Regions from separate parts of the Mus musculus genome. Here region 1 is linked to region 2. Evidence: chromatin contacts called from public ChIA-PET data. All regions are on one chromosome and are shown on one strand. The core of a region is the stretch at or near the end of the contact, and the rest is flanking DNA. Distances in the headings are between cores, read along the strand shown. Region 1 overlaps Med12l (mediator complex subunit 12-like). Region 2 holds the start of Gpr171 (G protein-coupled receptor 171).

Evidence for each region. ChIA-PET counts read pairs in DNA pulled down with a chosen protein or histone mark.
Region 1: an RNA polymerase II ChIA-PET map of memory CD8 T cells shows a contact between it and region 2, with 350 read pairs. The contact joins the enhancer-like site here to the promoter of Gpr171 in region 2. A contact is called at or near these places in 1 of 15 datasets of contacts at CTCF or cohesin (CD8 T cells), 2 of 484 Hi-C or Micro-C datasets (the HPC-7 cell line and peritoneal macrophages), 4 of 115 datasets of contacts at active chromatin or transcription factors (CD8 T cells, effector CD8 T cells, embryonic stem cells and 1 more) and 2 of 9 other capture datasets (adipose tissue and liver).

Annotation. Positions count from the first base shown.
Region 1 is chr3:59,231,786-59,237,432 of GRCm38.p6, forward strand. It overlaps Med12l (mediator complex subunit 12-like), which reads left to right. Exons shown (of 44, transcript NM_177855.3): 17 at 619-737; 18 at 1,342-1,485; 19 at 3,260-3,423. The region is part of intron 1 of P2ry12 (purinergic receptor P2Y, G-protein coupled 12); the gene reads right to left. Among named protein-coding and RNA genes, the nearest start is that of P2ry13, 24 kb to the left of the region's middle. Within about 2 kb of position 3,311, at least 54 of the 459 cell types and tissues checked have an H3K27ac peak or open chromatin away from gene starts, as enhancers often do. A contact at or near this core is called in CD8 T cells, effector CD8 T cells and memory CD8 T cells, where this site is marked.
Region 2 is chr3:59,098,796-59,104,397 of GRCm38.p6, forward strand. Gpr171 (G protein-coupled receptor 171) reads right to left here and starts at 3,026. Exons shown (of 2, transcript NM_173398.3): 1 at 2,792-3,026. All of the region lies in intron 15 of Med12l (mediator complex subunit 12-like), which reads left to right.

The DNA.
Region 1 (5,647 bases), core at 2,061-4,560, 130 kb after region 2:
TGAGGCTATCTTAAAACATAGTGTTGAGTGAAAGTTTCCACCCACCCACGATGGAAGCTGTCCAAACCTTTGGCCCCTTGGGGAGGGAGAGGAGATTAGAGTCAGGTAGGTGGACTTTTGAGGTACTATTTCACGATTTGGATCTCATTCTGTTTGTCAAAATGCATAGAGTATATATTGCTTTCATCTATTATTGTGCCATACTTCAGTAAAAAATACCCATATAAAGATGGGATGGGGAGGTAACTCAGTAACGTTCCAAGTCCCACATAAAAATAGCTGGGCATGATGGAGCAGGGTTGTAATCCCATTGCTGTGGAGGTATGGATATAGGCAGACCCCTTGTGTTCCTTAAACAGCCAGGCAAGCTCACTTGGTGAGTTTTGGCCAGTAAGAGACTCTGTTGTAGAGTACCATCAGAGAGGGTAAACTCCAATGGTGTGATTGCCTGAAGGATGACACCAGGTATTTCCCTCTGGCCTCCACACACGTGTACAAACAAGTGAACATGCACACACATACACACACACACACACACACACACACACATCAAAAAAATCTTTAGAAATATGAAGAGATTAATTTAAATGGAAAGTAATACATCTGATGTTTCTTTAGTTGGGGACGAAGGACAGAAAGCCAGGAAGACCAAGCAGGAAGTTTTTCCAACCCCGGAAAATGTGTTCACGAAACTCCAACTCCTCTCATACTTCGATCAGCATCAAGTAACATCTCAGGTATCCATTCAGGGCTGTTTGTCACATGCTTTGAATATTCCTCCCTTAAAAGCTCAAGCAGTGTACTTCCAGCCTTAACTTTTACAAATGACCCTTATAGACTTGGAAGCAGAACAAGCTTCATTTGTGAGTATTAGGTGTTTCCTTCAACACCTGTTTTTATTATGTAAGTATTTTTGCTTTATAGTAATTATTAATTCATAAAGGTAATTCCTAATATACTTATTATATAACATGCTGACCCAGCATCACTATTGGTGAAGGAGAAACTTTTTGATGATTTAATTAAAATACTGGGAAATTTAGAAGAAATCCATTGTTATTCAGTTAACATGTCAGTTTCTGATGACTCACACTTTTGAGTGATTTCCCTTTGGGGTCACCAGTATCTAGATTATATTGAAATTTTCAAATGATGTTTGTAAGAATGCTGATTTGTATATGTTTTGACTTCCACGGAAATACTAATTTCTAAGTAGAATCACATGAATTCATATGTGTTGCTGGAAAAAAACCTAAAACGAAAACAATCGAAGTGATATATCGAAGTGAAGCCTCACCCAGACTGTTGGTTGTGTGATTTTCCTTGCTTTTGTCTGAGCAGATCTCTAACAATGTGCTGGAACAAATCACAAGCTTTGCGTCTGGAACATCCTATCACCTCCCGTTGGCTCACCATATTCAGCTCATCTTTGATCTCATGGAGCCAGCGCTGAACATCAATGGGCTGATTGACTTTGCCATACAGGTGCCACAGAGACTATACTGTGCCTTTCTCACATTTAGGAAAGCAAACCAACCAGACACTAGAGTTTATCTTGCTTCTTCATACTCTTTATTTGTTGATTTAAAAACCAGGCTATCCCTTACTGTTGAGCTTGTCTGAACTTTCCATCTGAAGTGACCACCCTACTCAGCCCCCAAGTACCTAAGGCTACAAGCTTGTGACCTGGCTTACATTTATATGAAATATTTTTAGATTTATTTTATGTGCATGGGTGTCTTGCCTACAGATGTGCACTATGTGTGTGCCTGGTGCCTGCAGAGTTCAAAAGAGGGCATTGGCTCCCTTGGAAGGGCGTTACGGATACTTATGAGACATCTTGGGGGTGTTGGGTACTGAACATGGGTCCTCTGAAAGAGCAGCTAGTGGTACTTAACTACTGAGTCATCTCTCAAGCCTCTTATTTTTTAAACTTGCATAAATATGCAAAAATGTAGTTTTATGAAATACCATATGATGCCATAAAACATGTATATGTTATGTATATTCTTATAGCAAATTAAACATACCTATTCTTCAAACATCATTTCTTGATGGTAGAAACTGTCAAGAGTCCTTTTCCCTACGTTTGCTAGGTACAGTGCATCCTGTTACCTATAGCCGCCCTGCCATACATATTACACGTGAAGATATCTTGCTCCTGTAAGAACTTAGTCCCCACTGATTAACTTTCCCTAATCACTTCTCTGTCCCAACTCTCTTTGGCCTCTTGGAACTTCATGCCTTTGAACATGTGCCAGTTCTGTTACATTAAAACTATTTAAGCTGGGCAGTGGTGGCACGTGCCTTTAATCCCAGCACTTGGGAGGCCGAGGCAGGCAGATTTCTGAGTTTGAGGCCAGCCTGGTCTACAGAGTGAGTTCCAGGACAGCCAGGGCTACACAGAGAAACCCTGTCTCGAAAAAAACAAAACCAAAAAACAAAACAAAACAAAATCCCTAAAACAAAACAAATAAAACAAAACTATTTTAAGCACCTAGTACATTTTAAAGTGTTTGAGACATTTTGAGTTAATAGTTTTACTGTTAAGCTATAGTTGGTGTTAGTAATACACAACTTATTTAAAACTATGTATACGTGAAAGATGTTTTTGTTTTGGTGTCGGTTGTTGTTACCTTATTATTTTGCGTTGGGAATAAGGAAATGATATATTCTCTCTAGTAGAGTTAAGCAGTGAAAAGCACAAATGATTGTTAAAATACTCTTTATAATTTCATTTGTCCCACTGTAGTTACACACATTTTAGATCATTTATTCCTTGTGTTAATAAATAGACATTAGGTTTGATTTTTTTCTATTGTACAGTTACTCCAAGCTTTATAAATAAGAATGTAGTTATTATAGTTATCAGTTGTGTTGCATTGAAAGGAAAAAAAAAAAAAGAAGCACAACAACCAAAATGAAAAAGAAAAAAAGAAAAAAAGGAAAAAAAATTAAATAAAGAATGGGGTTGTTTATTAAACGCTTAGTTCCAGGCTCTGGGCTTTCAGAAAGTTTTGGTGACTGTTTCAGCACTGACTACATCCTGGTTGGGTGCATGCTGGTGTCTAGACAGAAAAACATTCGTTTAAATTAGTAAAGGCTTAAAAGTAAATGCCAGCAAAAGCTTGTGTGCTTTCTGATTCCGTAGCGTATAGGAAATGTGCACTAGGGGTTCACTGAACGGTTTCCCTGTTTGTCTTCTTCCCTCCCCTCCAACCCTCCCTTCACCCCCCCCCCAACCCCACTTCTGCTGCAGCTGCTGAATGAACTGAGTGTGGTGGAAGCAGAGCTCCTCTTGAAGTCTTCTAGCCTGGCAGGAAGTTACACTACAGGACTATGTGTCTGCATTGTGGCCGTGCTCAGGCGGTACCATAGTTGCCTGATCCTAAATCCTGATCAGACAGCCCAGGTGTTTGAAGGGTGGGTATATAAGTAGCAATGTTTTTGTTTTTTGTTTGTTTGTTTGTTTGTTTGTTTGTTTGTTTTTCTTATCCTAAAAGGTAGAATTCATAGTGAAATACAGTGCATTTGGGAGAAAAATTATACTGAGTTCTAAAAAAGTATTTTTGTTTAGACTGTTGGTCTGAAGTTTTGATACCACTCATTTTGAAGTTTTAGATGTCTTATTAAAGTTTCAATGAAAACATCCCAACAATGGTCTTACCAAAATATTTTGTAGAGAAAGAGATATAAATGGAGGAAGTGTGTTTGATTTTTTTTTTTTTCTACTTACTTACTGGCTTCCTCTTCACCTCCTGGTCATGCACAGCTCTCTTCTCATTTATGCCGCCCAACAACTTACTGCGAGCAGTGAATACTGGGATCTGGTCATCTATTTTCAGTGTACTTTTGAAAAAACAATCAGACACTACATAGTCCTTGCAACACTGCAAGGATTCTTTGCACTGTAGAAACTTGGCCATCTTCTTTCTGACTCATGAAAGTTGTTCGTCTGAGTGTCTAACGGACAAAAGCTTCTGCTGTCGCTCATAAAGTCGGGCTAAGGAACTGTCTGCAAGAGGCTGTGCTTAAAAGGCCAGGGAAATGCAGGGAGCTCTGTGCAAACATCGTGTTGCCTGCTCCTCACCTGCATTTCTAGGGCCTTTTATTAAAAAAAAAAAAAGACAACCTATTCTTTATTCCTCTGTCTCCTCATTTGTCTTCTTGGTTTTCACCCATCCCCTCTGTAACCTTACACATGCATTTAATTTATAAACAGTATTTCTCTAGTGGCATCTACTTTGCAGAGGCTTTTCTTTGATTTACATGTACATCTAACTTAAGAAGTAGAATATTACAAGCCTCAAAAGCTTTACAGTGAGAGAAGGTGTGTATTTATGTGAGGCCTCGCTCTTTTATATCGTTCGACAGGTGAAGAGTTTGGAAGTGATGTGCCCCATATTCATTACACAGCTAGTATATGTTGCAAATTGAAGTTGACTCCTTACTGTTTTTTCAGCACTATTCTTTTAAAATCATTCAATTTTAAAATAATAATTCATTTAACAACACATTCACTGATCATGAACTCATACATACTTAGTTGGAAAAAGTGTTTTTGTTTGGTTGTTCTTTGATTGTTAGTTTGAAATTGTTTTAATATTTTAACATTTAAAATATTAACTTAAATACTCATAAAATTATATTTGGCTTAACTTTGTTATATTTTTACCTTATTTATAATGCCCTAGTTTGCTCGTTGTTGCTACGGTAAACGCTGTGACCAAATTCAACTTTATCAAAGGTTGTTTTTTTGTTTTTTGTTTTTTTGTTTTGTTTTGTTTTTCAGTTTATAGCCTGTAGTTGTATCATTGAAGCACACCAGGACCAGAGCTCGAGGAAAAACTCTGGATGCAGGAACTTACTGGCATGCTCCCTTTGCCTTGGTCAGCTAGCTATCCTATACAACCCAGGTCTGCCTGCCTAGAGATGGCACAGGCTACAGGAAACTGGACCCTCCCTTGTGAAGCAGAAATAAAGCACGTCTGTCCCCCCCCCCCCCCCCCCGTCATTCCCAAGTGACTCAGGTTGTGTCACATAGATAGCTGTCTTAACTATTGACACACCGTATGACTTTTTTTTTTTCAAAATCACAATCCCCCCCTTAATGTGACTGAGAGTATCAGACCACAGTCCAAGGCTTTAGTCTTAGAAAGTGAAAACTACTGTAAGATGGACGCACCTACCCATTTGCATTTGTTTACTTTAGTCGCAGGATAAGTCTTTACTTTCCATGCTCTGTTGGGATTTGTTTGCTTCTGCATACCCAGCAGATTCAGGTGTTGCTTCCCTCTTAAACGATGGTTCCATTGTCTGTACCTGTTGCCCCCCCCCCTTTTTAAAAAACATTCCATTTAAAAAATCTTTTTATTTTTTTTCCCTCCCTCAACTCTTCCCAGTTATCCCCTTTATCAGGCCCTTCCCTCCAAATCCACTCCTTTTCCATTTTCCTTCAGAAAAGAGCAGGCCTCCCAGGGATATCAAATGATCAAGTTACAACACAACTAGGCACATCCCTTATATCAAAGCGGACAAGGTTAACTCAGTGGGAGAAAATGGGTCCCAAAAGCAGGCAAAAGAGTCAGAGATAGCATGCACTCCTGCTATAAGGAATCCTACCAGAACACCTAGTTACACACCGTAA
Region 2 (5,602 bases), core at 1,776-4,275:
TGGCTTTCTGCTTTTCTTTTTATAGCCTTCGTTCGTTATGCTGCAAGAACCTAGGCTGATGGTAGGGAAGAAAAGACAGCAAAGTGCAGAAAGGTTTACGCCGTTATCTTAGACGTGGGCCCTCTGTTGTGAATCTTGTTAGTATATTATTCAGTGAAAAGAATTGAAGGGTCAGACCCTGGTTCTGAATTGATGCCCGGGACCTCTGTCATCATGTAACAATTTATAATGTTATAGACCCGTGAAGGCCGCTGTCGTGTCTGGTGAACACTATAAATGAACATTAAAGATTCTATTTAACTGTCATATTTCATATTGAGTACCCATGTAATATTTTTTGTTACATTATACTTGGGGTGTTAATGAAAATACTTTCTTGTGTTTCTTTTTACTGTTTAAATTCATCTAGTAGAGAAACTTGTTGAACATAATGGCTGTACCTATTTCTATGAAAGTGCTTTTGAGTAGTTTTATGAAAGTGTCTTTTAAAAGCTTCAAGAACATGACCCTATATTTATTGGTTACAGTGTCTTCCAGAAAAGGGTCAATTCCATCTGTGTTAAAACATGTAACTTTACTGGACCTGGCGGAACTCATTTGTAATGCCAGCACTCAGGAGAAACACTAGTTTAAGATCACTCTTTGCTAAATTGCAATGTTAGCCTGGTATATACTTGAGACCTTGTTTCAATCCAAAACAAAACAAAACAAAACAAAACAAAACAAAACAAAATCCCCTTCTAACTTGGACAGTAGAGAACCACCATAATTGAACCTGATCGTGGCCATAAGATCTCATCATGGTTCTTCCAGGTGGAGCACACCAGCTTGGCTTGTAAGCTCTAGTTAAACCATGCTCCCTCTGGAGTGGCCTGTTCCAACCCCTCTCCATGTGTAGGGCCACAGTGGTACTTTGTGCTGTCCGTCTTGATGTGGCAACCCCTTTTCATATTAAACAATACTCTTTTGTTTTAAAGGCAGGGTCAAAAATACCACTTACAGAATGCAAATCTATATGGAATTTCCTGAAAAATCCAGAAACCAGATAGTATAGAATCTGGGCTTCTCAAGCTTTAATGTTTTATCAGGGTTCCAGGACATTGAAAGTTTGCTGACAGTGAAATGGCTCAGCAGTCATAAAATCCTTCTTAAATCAAACAGCTTCTGAAGTCTTATTAAGCTTTAACTTTTCAAAATACTTACTGTATGTCTCTTTAAATTTTTATGTATTGTTATCATGCACGTTCATGCTGTATGGCTGCGAGTGTGCTTCTGTGTGCATGTGGAGGTCAGTGGACAGCTCGTGGAGTCAGTTTTCTCCTTTCTGACTGCTGGGATGGAACTCAGGTCTACTTACGCCCCTAATTTACACATTCAGTGGCTGAATGTGTTTCATGGCCGTGCTGTGTTTATCTTGAAGTGATACAAGGTGTGAACTTAAGTATATTAGAGGTTACAAGCTCTTCCCTTTCCCCCCGAAGTCTCAGGGTACTTGGGGTCCACGGATATTGTTATTCTGTACTAACCTTAATGAAAATTGTAAAGCACTTACCATTTATGTTTGTTGACTACACATTTTTGTTTAAAGAAAGACATTTTTTTTTTGTGTCCTGTTGGGTGGTTATTCTAATCTTCAGTCCACTTAAGCATGTGGTAGAATTTTAGAAGCGTGGCACTTTAATGTTAGATATGTTCTTTATCAATGACTATTTACCAGTTCTCAAATCAATTGAGGCTGCAAAGTGCTCTGGATTTCTGTAGCCTTTACCCTTCTCTGTTTTTCTGAGTCTTGTCTATTGACCTGTGGGCCTGAAGGAGACCCTTCATGTCTGAATGCCACTTCAGGCTTCTCTGACTTCCTTATAGGCGTTTCAGATGTTATATAGTGTCAGTAAAATAGTTATTTGTTTCTGTGAGTGCTGGATTGCCTGAATAATTATATGGCAAACTCTCATTTTATTGGTACAGATTATAGTAAAGAAAAATATTATAATAGCTTGTCAAGATTGGCATTCTCTGTAATTAGAACTGACCATCTGTTGCAGAGTGGAGTAACTTACAGTGGGTTACAGTGTAACCACTCATTCAGTAATGCGGAAGAGTTTGAGTGCTCTGCACTTGCTTTTATTAAATTGTGTCTAGAACGCCAGGAAAAATAGTTCCTCAAAACCTTGCATATATTGATGAGAGGCAAAATTGTACTATAGTAGCATCCCATGCTCTCTGTCATAAATCTGAAATCTAAGAGCTTGATAAACATTGTGACAACAATATCCATACAAAGTAGGTGTGCTTGGCAGTACTCCAGCAAAATGAAGAACAGACTTTAAATATCTCTATGGTCCTTTCTCATAGATTGCTTATTCCTTGGGGTGTAAAACTTAACTAAACTAAATGAAAACTTAGAAGGTTTTCCATGGGAGTCATTTTTGACATGTTTTGAAATTTGCTAATGTCGGACTGGTAGAGGAAAGTCTGGTTAAGATCTACTGGGGAGATATAACATGGCCTTGCTTATCATCAATCTAGCTAGAAAACAGTAGCTCGTTACCCTTGCCTGAGTTATTAGTCTAATTTGAACTGTAGTTTTTAAAAGACAGATGAGACCAAAGAAAGCAGGAAGTGCTGTTAGAAGCCCACAGATCAGATCTAATTACAGTTTGTTTAATAGTGGTTGCCCTACCACTCCAAAGCCTTGGGACTTTTGACTCTTTCTCTTGCAACACTGAAAATCCTGACATTGGTTTCTATGAGGAAAAAAAATGGAATGAGCTCATTGAAAAGGACGTACCTGGCTGTGTCTTCTCTGGCCTGAGAAGGCCAGGGTCCTGGCTGTCTTTTCTGGCCTAAGCAGGCCTGGGTCCAGGTTGTACCTGGCTGTGTCGTCTCTGGCCTGAGAAGGCCTGGGTCCTGGCTGTCTTCTCTGGCCTGAGTAGGCCCAGGTCCAGGTCTTCAGAGAATCAGGAGCTATTTAGTTACCCACAGTGACAGCAGTTCCATTTTGCAGGGTCGCCTGCTGAACTAAGAATTTCCTTTCCTTCTTGTGTGGTTTTAAAATGCTAGAGATTGACGTAGATGAAACTGTGGTTTGCAAATGGTCTAAACTGTATGAAAGTCTCCTGAGGAAGTTTTTGTAAGAAAACAATTTCATCTGTCTAAGTAACTCAAATTTGTCAGTTACTGTTTTAGGAAAAAGAATTTTAAATTATCCATGATAACGTCTTGCCTCATGTATCTTTTTTTTTTTTAAAGTAAAAGTACCACATACTGTTCTGTTTCATAATAGTTTTTTAAAAAAATAGTGTTAAACTCTTGAAACTGGTATTGAGTTTATGAATTAAAGACAGTAAGGTACCTAAGCAGATAGTTTTTTAGTTACTGATATCAGTACTTCAGAGGTACAATTATTAAGTAATATTGTTGCAGCTTGTATTTATTTAAGGTATTTGTTGATTGAAAAATAACACAACCACATTGTGGCTGGCAGACACCTGTAGCCCCAGCATTTGGGAGGCTGAGTCAGGGTGATAGCCACAAATCTGAGGCAGCCTGGGCTCCATGGTGAATGTAAAACCAGTCTAGGCTATCTTGTGAGGCCATCTGGAAATTAACACCGTATAGAGTCTGGTATGGTATAGTTACCTTTTTGTTGTTCATGATAGAAAAACATTTTTCTACATTTATTATTTTGTATGTATGCATGTGAGGTACATGTGTGTCAGAGCGTGTTTGTGGAGTTCATATGACAGCACTGAGGAATCGGTTCCCCTTCCACCATACAGGGTTATACTCAAGTTGTCAGGCATGGTGGCCAGCACGTTTCAATCCGTTGAGCCAGCTTGACAGCTCCAGTTTAGAAACAAAATCTTGAAATAAAATAAAAGAACACCGTTAGAAGAACAGAGAGATAACCGCTGTTCCCTTTCTTGGTTTATGGATTTAAGCTTTATTTCTGCGTTTACATGAACCACATAAATGTGACTGTACAGGTGATTAGAGATTTTCCTTCACAGATATGCTACATGTAATCCGGGGAGGTGGCACAGCAGGTTAGAGCACTTGCCATACAAGTCTGATAAACCAAATTCAATCCCTAGAGCGTGGGGAGCGAGAGGAGAGACTCACTGTATGAACTTGGCCTTTGACTGGCACTTGTGTACCATGACACACACATATTCACACTCACATACACATAATCCTAATATTACACTTCTAAGTGTTAAGGAACACATGTCACCTGCTTTCCATGTTATGAGACTGAAAACAATCAGAAAGTATTTCTCGTCTTGACATAAACAGCTTGATAAGTTGGGGCATTTATTTAGCAACTTGTACCTTATATCACATGATTATTCTCCTACAATAAAAACAATTTAAGTGGTGTTTAAATGGAGCCCAGCTCTGAAGTAGCATGCCTGACAGCTTGCTAGTCTGAAGAAGAAGTTTTGCCTCATTAGTGATTGATTTTGTTTTGTTTTTTTTATTTATCTTTCATTGGTAAGACTGGATTCCCACTACCCACTGCCCCTTTCCTTTCGGAGTTACCAGAGATCAAAGCCTTGATGGTAGGTAAGGGCAAGACTGGCTTTTATGAAAGTGAATATGACCTTCTAGCCCAAACAGATTTTGAAGAGTGATACTATGCTGGCACATACTTAATTTGTAACTGCCACACTGTGGCCTCTGTAGGAGAGACATTTGCATGAAATAAAGTGTGTGTCCATTAGAGAGAAAGAGAATTTAGGGGTGGAGTTGGTTGCAAGTTGGTTGATGAATAGACTTAGTGTGATACGAAGGAGAATGGGGAGAGGATGTTTCTGGTGAGGTTTTACTTCGTTTGGGATAAGCTTTTTAATCTTTCACTTTATTTTGAGCAGGCTTTTATCTATTGGCTTCCTTGCTTCTTCCCTTTAGGTTTAGATGAACAAAGCCTGCAAGCAGCTAAGTGTTGTTACAACTCGAGGGAGGACCACCATTTACGTGTGGGTTGTCAGATGTGAGCGAGCTGAAGTGCCCTGAATCTTTTTCTATCCCTGCACCTTCATTTCTAGGGCAGTGATAACTCATCTGTTTGGTTTTTGTGTGTGTGTGTGTTTATGAGATAGGATCTTGCCATATAAACCCACGGTGGTCTCAGACTGACAGGAATCCTCCTACATGAGCCTCCCCACTGCTAAGATCGCAGGTATGTGTCACCGTGCCTGTCAGGAGCTGACTTGGTTATAGTAAAACTAAATTTTGTTTTCTTTTTTGTTTGTTTGTTTTGTTTTGTTTTGAGACATGGTCTCATTATACAGCCCAGCTGGCTTTAAGCTTCAGATCCTCCTGCCTCAGCACTGTGAGTTTGGGATTACTGGTTAACCTGCATTCTCATCTAGAGGATACGTTCTCACAGCTGGGTTGTTGGAAGAATACTTTTTCCTCCATTGCCCTTTTACTTAAAAAATTCTTAATTTTTGAGTATTTCATGCATGGGCACTGTATCTATATCATCTGAACTCCCCCCCCCCCAATCTCCCTGTTGTAACTCCTCCTGTGTTCCCATGCATCTGTAATTCATGCCTTTGTCTTTAATAATTATTTGACACACACGTGTATCATC